2 separate regions of the Zea mays genome follow, and region 1 is linked to region 2. A link is a contact called in public Hi-C data. All regions are on one chromosome and are shown on one strand. The core of a region is the stretch at or near the end of the contact, and the rest is flanking DNA. Distances in the headings are between cores, read along the strand shown. Region 1 holds the start of LOC100274384. Region 2 holds the start of LOC100383198 (Endosomal targeting BRO1-like domain-containing protein).

Region 1 (3,279 bases), core at 251-2,750, 190 kb after region 2:
ATTTCTACCCTCTAAGAACTACAGTCGCACAGCTATGGATCCACCTCAAGGCCCACAGCGACAACCGCAGTGAGCTAGTGACACACGCTACCAACAAGCCTGCCCGCGTGCAACCACGCAACATGCGCTCCCGTAGTGGCACATCAGATCAGCAGCGACTCAGCGGTAAGTTTATTACCTCTCCTCCCTTGACCTTGCCTGAAACCAGTAGTTGCTAGCGAGTTAGTACTTAGTAGAATCAATTAGTGCTACTGATAACTGATCTAATGTTCTTCTTGCTTGATTTTTTCCCAGGCTGTGATTAGATGGCAGAAAAAACTGGGGATGAAGCGCATGAGGATGATGAAGCAGCCTGAGTTGCAAGCTGCACTTCCTAGTTGTCTAGGTATCAACTATCATGTAAGGAACTGGATCAATGGATCTCCTCCGAGACTCAAAGATGTATAATGTACTTGAATTCTCCATCAAGTTTTCACATGAAGCATTGTATCTTACAATATAACACTCATATAGATTCTTATGTCTTTTGCAAGTCATTAGGAGAATTGGATGATGGAGTTTTGGAGATGCTCGATTTGCTATAGATATGACTAGATCAAGCTTAAAAGCCAGAGTGGCAACTGAAGCCAAAATATTATTTCATGACGCAATTGAATGAAACTGTGAGTAGTCTATTTATCCATTCCTTAGGTCAGTATCACCAAAAAGCAAATCCTGTGTGGTCCATTAAAACAAATAGTCAAATAGATGTACTAGCATTGTAAGAGAACGGCAATACTGCCTTCATTCAATCGCTAACCAGTAGATCTTAGCTTCCCTTGACTGTCTGCCAGAAACAGAACGAGATAACATTGGCACTCCTTACAATGGAATCGCTAGAACACTGAGGCAATAGCCATTCCCGCTGAGCTACTACAATAAGTATCGGTATTTTTGTCCAACAGTCTAAACACAGGCGCATAAAACAAAAATGATGCACATCCGCTGCTCCATTTTCACTTATGCTATCAACAGAGGAATAGTAGGGTTTGTGGTGGTAAATGGCTCAACAACACACGCGGTTAACTAAACCTCTAATTTCCTTAGCAGCAACACGAGCGGAACATGTTCGAGGTTTGATAGCCGCATAAAAGAAAAGGGCTTAGCAAGTCCGTACGAGGCGGCCGTAGATGGCGATGGGGAACTCGCAGCGGGAGCAGATGTGGACGCGCTCCCCGAGCGGGCGACGGGAGCGACGGCCGATGGCGCGCGTGGCGGCGGCAGCGGAGGTCGTGACGGCGCCGAGGCTCTTCGCGACGGGGAGGTCCGCGATCACGAGGTGGTCGGGGCATGCCACGGTGACCGATTCCAGGATGCTGCCACCGAGCGCCGCAGCCGCCCCAACCGCGGCGGGGGCGCCGGCGCCAGCTGCCGTGCTAGCGGCGGCACCGCCGGAGTCCGACGAGCCAATCTTGCTCAGGCGGATCTGCAGCATCGCTAGGGTTTCTAGTTTTTCTTCCTCCTTTCTCGGGCTGGGTTTCGGCCTGCTTCGGCCGGTGCTCCGGGTCATGCGATTCCCACTTTCACTTTTCAAATAATTTTAATTTTGCTTAAGTTTATATAAAAATGATACTTATGATATTAAAATATTGTTGTATTAATTAGTGAATATAGTATTTTAACAATCTTAGCTAAAGATATAAATGTTGGTAGTATTTTCTACAAAATAATTAAATTTAAAAAATTGGCTTCGGTCAGTTCAATTTCTGTAGCCGCTGCAGCTGTTGACTTTGCTCTGCAACAACAATATAAACAGCTCTGCCAGAATCAGCGAGTCGCAGCCGATAATCCACGCTTATCCGCCAGCCGATTGAATAATAATATTGTTATTCTTTAATGAACAACCACAAAAGTGCAACTCGACCACAAGATACGAGTATCGGTAAAATATTCATCAAACACGAACGGCCACTCCAAAAGTATGAACACCGGAAACGAGACGGCTCGATGACGGTTCTACCTTAGCTAGACTCGGCTCGTCCATTACATGAGTTTAAGAATAAAGCTTGACTCGTCTAAAGGTAGGCTCAAGCTACATCCTAATTAATATTATTACATTATAAAATAAATTAAATCAAAAGCTAAGAAATAATTCTATTATTTATAAAATTATTTAATATATATTGTTATTTTATAAATTACTTAGTTTGACACGGTTGGTAGGTCTAAATGGCTCGGCTTGGCTCATTCCATCTACTAGATGGAAAAACCGACAGCTTGCTCGATGCTCCTGAGCCTTTTCAAGATCGAGCCAGCTTCGATCTTTTTTTTTCGGTCCCCGATGAACTGAACACACTTGTACTGCTAGACCCCTTACCAAATACATCTATGATGGATTTCACTCGCAGTCAATTTCAGATATCTCTCTTTTTTTCCACTCTACCGCTGTATGAGAGTACTACTAGGTAGGTAGGAACGAAGCAAGTCGCAATTACAAGCCTCAACGACCGACTCCGTAGCGCCTGAAATCACATCAATCATTCAGCTCACGCCGAACGCGACTGAGAATGTCAGGTCTGGTGTCTCTCAATTATCAAGACCGAACCCAACTTCTTCGCGGCCTTCTTTGTGCTATGTTAAAGCAAAAGGTTGGGTTGGGGGGGGGTTATGTTTGCGGGTATTCCAGGTTCCAGCAGCGGGTAATGGGCCCGAGTCTGTTGGCGCTTGATCGGCGGCCTTCATCTTGCATTCCATCTTCCTGTCAGAAAACAAAAAATGGTGGCTTAGCGGCACCACCTCTTCACTCCACGACTCCACCCATGCGTGCTTTGTTCCATTAAACTAGTCAGTGTTCATGAAGGAGCACAGATAGATAGTGCAAAGACCTCAGACTTCCCAAGAATAAAAAAAAGGCGGTGCCATTAATGGGTCCCTGTGTCATGTCCTGACCTGATGACAAATCCCAGACACTGCATTTGCGGGTCACTTGACTATAAGACGACAACACCACACGATTCATCAAGTAATTGCACGCCAACTCCGTCCGCCTCCTGCCGTCGGATCCACACATGCCATGCCATGCCGTGCCGTGCCGTGCGGCGAGCGCAGAGAGGCCAGAGGCGTCGGCGGCCAGCTGCAGATTGGATCCCGGAATGCCGTGCCGAAGCGGGGAGAGCTCGTTCTCCTGTCTCCCTCACATCTCTCGCTTGCTTGTTAATGCAGCCAAGTAGAGTACTACTATAATGCCATAGCTGAGTACGTAAGGTCATCCCCATCCTGGGCCTGCACTATATATACTTC
Region 2 (2,988 bases), core at 425-2,924:
TTCACTGGTCGGCCCGGTCGAGGGTCCCCCGGGGTCCGAGACGCCGACATATATATATATATATATATATATATATATATATATATATATATATATATATATATATTATATACTTTTTGTTTGTGTATTAACTGTTATATGTATATGGGCCGGTCTGGCACATTAAGGCATTTTAGGCTATTTGGGCCGGCCTGACACACATAACTAATTGTGGGCCGTGCCGTGGGCCGATGACTGGGCACACGTGCTGGCACGACACGACCCATAATTAGATATGTGCTTTTGTGGGCCTGTGCCGTGCCGGGCCAGGCCGGCCCACATGTACATGTATAGCAACAGTGTGCTATTGTAGACAGTGACAACCATGCCAAATGACGGTAGGGGTGGTGTGCTTTTATAGCCAAATGACGACAGGGCTACCCTGCTCGATGGTAAATATCCTAACTGATAGTAAGCGTGCCAGGGGACTGCACCAGTGGGTGGTAGCGTCCTAGTGTGCACTACACCTATAGCCAAACGAGGCCTAAAAGCATCTCCATTAGCTCACTTAAAAGCTTCCTAAACTCTGATTTAGTAAACTGCTAAATATATATTGGGAACACAAATAATCTTAACCTCCAATAGTTCTTAATTCTAAGGTTGTTAAATATATTTAAATTATGCTAACTTGATGGTAAATTCATCATTTTCGCAGCTTAAATCATTTAAAATGCATCACTTATACATGGTACGATTTAATAGCAGACCAATGATTTCACGGTGTGATTGATAAGCAAAACTGACTATTGGGAGTGTGAAACAACTCCCTAAATTTAGGAACTAAACAAGGATTTAAAAAGTTGGTATATTTAGGGACCTCGTTTAAGGAAAATTTGAAGCAAAATTTTTTATTACTAACACCCTAAATAAATTTAAGGAGTCTTTAGGAACTAGTGGAGATGCTCCAAAGATAGCAACAAAGAGTGGAATAAAACTAAAGACGTGTTTGGTTTCAAGGAAACCATTGACTAGAACAATTTCGACCAGAAATGATTACCTAATTTGTATAGTCAACGACTTCTGTGCAAGCAGGTCTTAGATGTAAACATGTAAGCGAGCCTTCTAGTCAGTTAGATCATAATCCAATCTTAGATGTAATAGTAGTTTGTTAGGAGGTTTTTTTATAATGTTGCGAGAGCGTACGGTGGAAGAGTTTAAATGTTAAATGTGATATACGGTTAGTCGGTTAGATCTAACTTGATGGTCTAGAAAGCTGTTTGCACGTTTGTAGATAAGGATTACTTGGACAACAATCATTATCATTTGTATATAAGGCTATAAGCTTTAATCGCCTAGAGCAATTTAAGCCTTATTCCTGATAAATGCAGATACCTATCCCATTCTCTATATTATTTCATATTTTAAACTTGTTTGTGTAACTGCTCATTCTCTATATCATCTCCTATTGTGTCCTATGTTTTCCATGTTTACTCGCTAAAACAAAACTGACGACGCGTTCCGTTCCGATTTCGACCACGGAGGCACGGACACACACCGCCTACAACCCCGACGTCGGTCAGGCGGTCAGCCATCCGCCTGCACGGATCTCAAGGCACCAGTTTCCTCGACGCGGCGAAGCATTCTCTTCTACAGTTTCCTTCGTGTGCTCCGAAGTCTAAAGTTTCCTTCGTCGAAGCACCCAACCCCACCCCATCCTCCGATCCCCTCCCGGCCTCCCCTCCCCTTCCGCTCCGCCTCTGGCCACCGCGCCCGCACCCAATGGCGTCGGCGGCGGGGTCCTCTAACGTGATGCTTGCGATTCACGAGAAGAAAACGACTGCCACTGACCTCTACCGCCCGCTGCGCCTCTACATCGCCTCCACCTACTCGGAACGCGAGGCCGCGGCGGCCGACGACGACCTTAGCGTGGTGCGCGACCTCCGCGCCGCTGTCGAGCAGCCCTCCCTCCCGGACCCGTCCTCCCTCGAGCAGCGGCGCGACGCGCTCCTCGCCTACGCGCGGGCCCTGGCACTCGTTGAGCCCCGCTTCCCCATCTCCCCTGACCGCGCCCACGTCCACTCCCTCACCTTCACCTGGCACGACGCCTTCAAGGGGAACAAGAAGTGCGCCCTCGCCTCCATCCACCTCGAGAAGGCCTCCGTGCTGTTCAACCTCGGCGCCGTCTACTCCCAGATCGCGGTCGCTGCGGACCGCTCCACCGACGTCGGAATCAAGACCGCGTGCGGTGCCTTCCAGAGTGCGGCGGGGGCGTTCGCATGGCTCAGGGAGAGCGGGGTCGCAGCCAAGGCTGTTGCTGCGGGAACCACCACCGTGGACATCACGCCCGAGTGCGCTGGCATGCTGGAGAAACTCATGCTCGCGCAGGCGCAGGAGTGCTTCTTCGAGAAGGTCATAGGTGGAGGGAAGCCACCAGCGCTGTGCTCCAAGGTGGCGCGGCAGGTGCGTGGTTACTTTCTGTTGTTCAGGTTTGCGGTTTGGGAGCTTAGATTGGATTGATGTGGAATGAATGAATGCTCTGAATGTTGCTTAAGTTGTTTAAGCATTGACAATATGTTTACCAGTCATAAAGTGAATTCACGATGCTGTAGTGTTGAAGGCTTATAACTAACAGAGAATTATACTATGCTAAACCTTAACAATGGAAGTCCTTTTATCTAACATCAAGGTAAACTTAATTCTAGAATAATTTGATAGGCATATGGGGTGGTTAACTTGTTTGATTGAATATATTTAGGACTTAACAAGCAAGTTCATGTGTGTATCCAGTTGTGAGATTAGTTCCTACAATTGATTCGATTTAGTTTTATATGAGGACTTAATTGTATATGAGTTGCACGGTTCATTTCTAGCTACTATTAATACAGCACATTCTTATTCATGATGCCACACAGTTCTTTCTTCTGCAAAACTTTGGTGTCAATGTGCTATCTAACTAATTCTTGGTCATCACATGTTCACATATCTTTTCAGGTGGGCATATTCTATGAA

Evidence for each region. Hi-C and Micro-C count contacts between places; a contact is called where the count stands out from the background.
Region 1: a contact with region 2 is called in a Hi-C map of leaf, with 5 times the contacts expected there. The contact joins the promoter of LOC100274384 here to the promoter of LOC100383198 in region 2. A contact is called at or near these places in 2 of 25 Hi-C or Micro-C datasets (ear and leaf).

What each region holds. Positions count from the first base shown.
Region 1 is chr1:233,535,261-233,538,539 of Zm-B73-REFERENCE-NAM-5.0, forward strand. It overlaps LOC100274384, which reads right to left and starts at 1,501. Exons shown (of 3, transcript NM_001148744.2): 1 at 1,157-1,501. The coding sequence starts at 1,474.
Region 2 is chr1:233,340,390-233,343,377 of Zm-B73-REFERENCE-NAM-5.0, forward strand. It overlaps LOC100383198 (Endosomal targeting BRO1-like domain-containing protein), which reads left to right and starts at 1,675. Exons shown (of 8, transcript NM_001175860.1): 1 at 1,675-2,439; 2 at 2,971-2,988. The coding sequence starts at 1,759.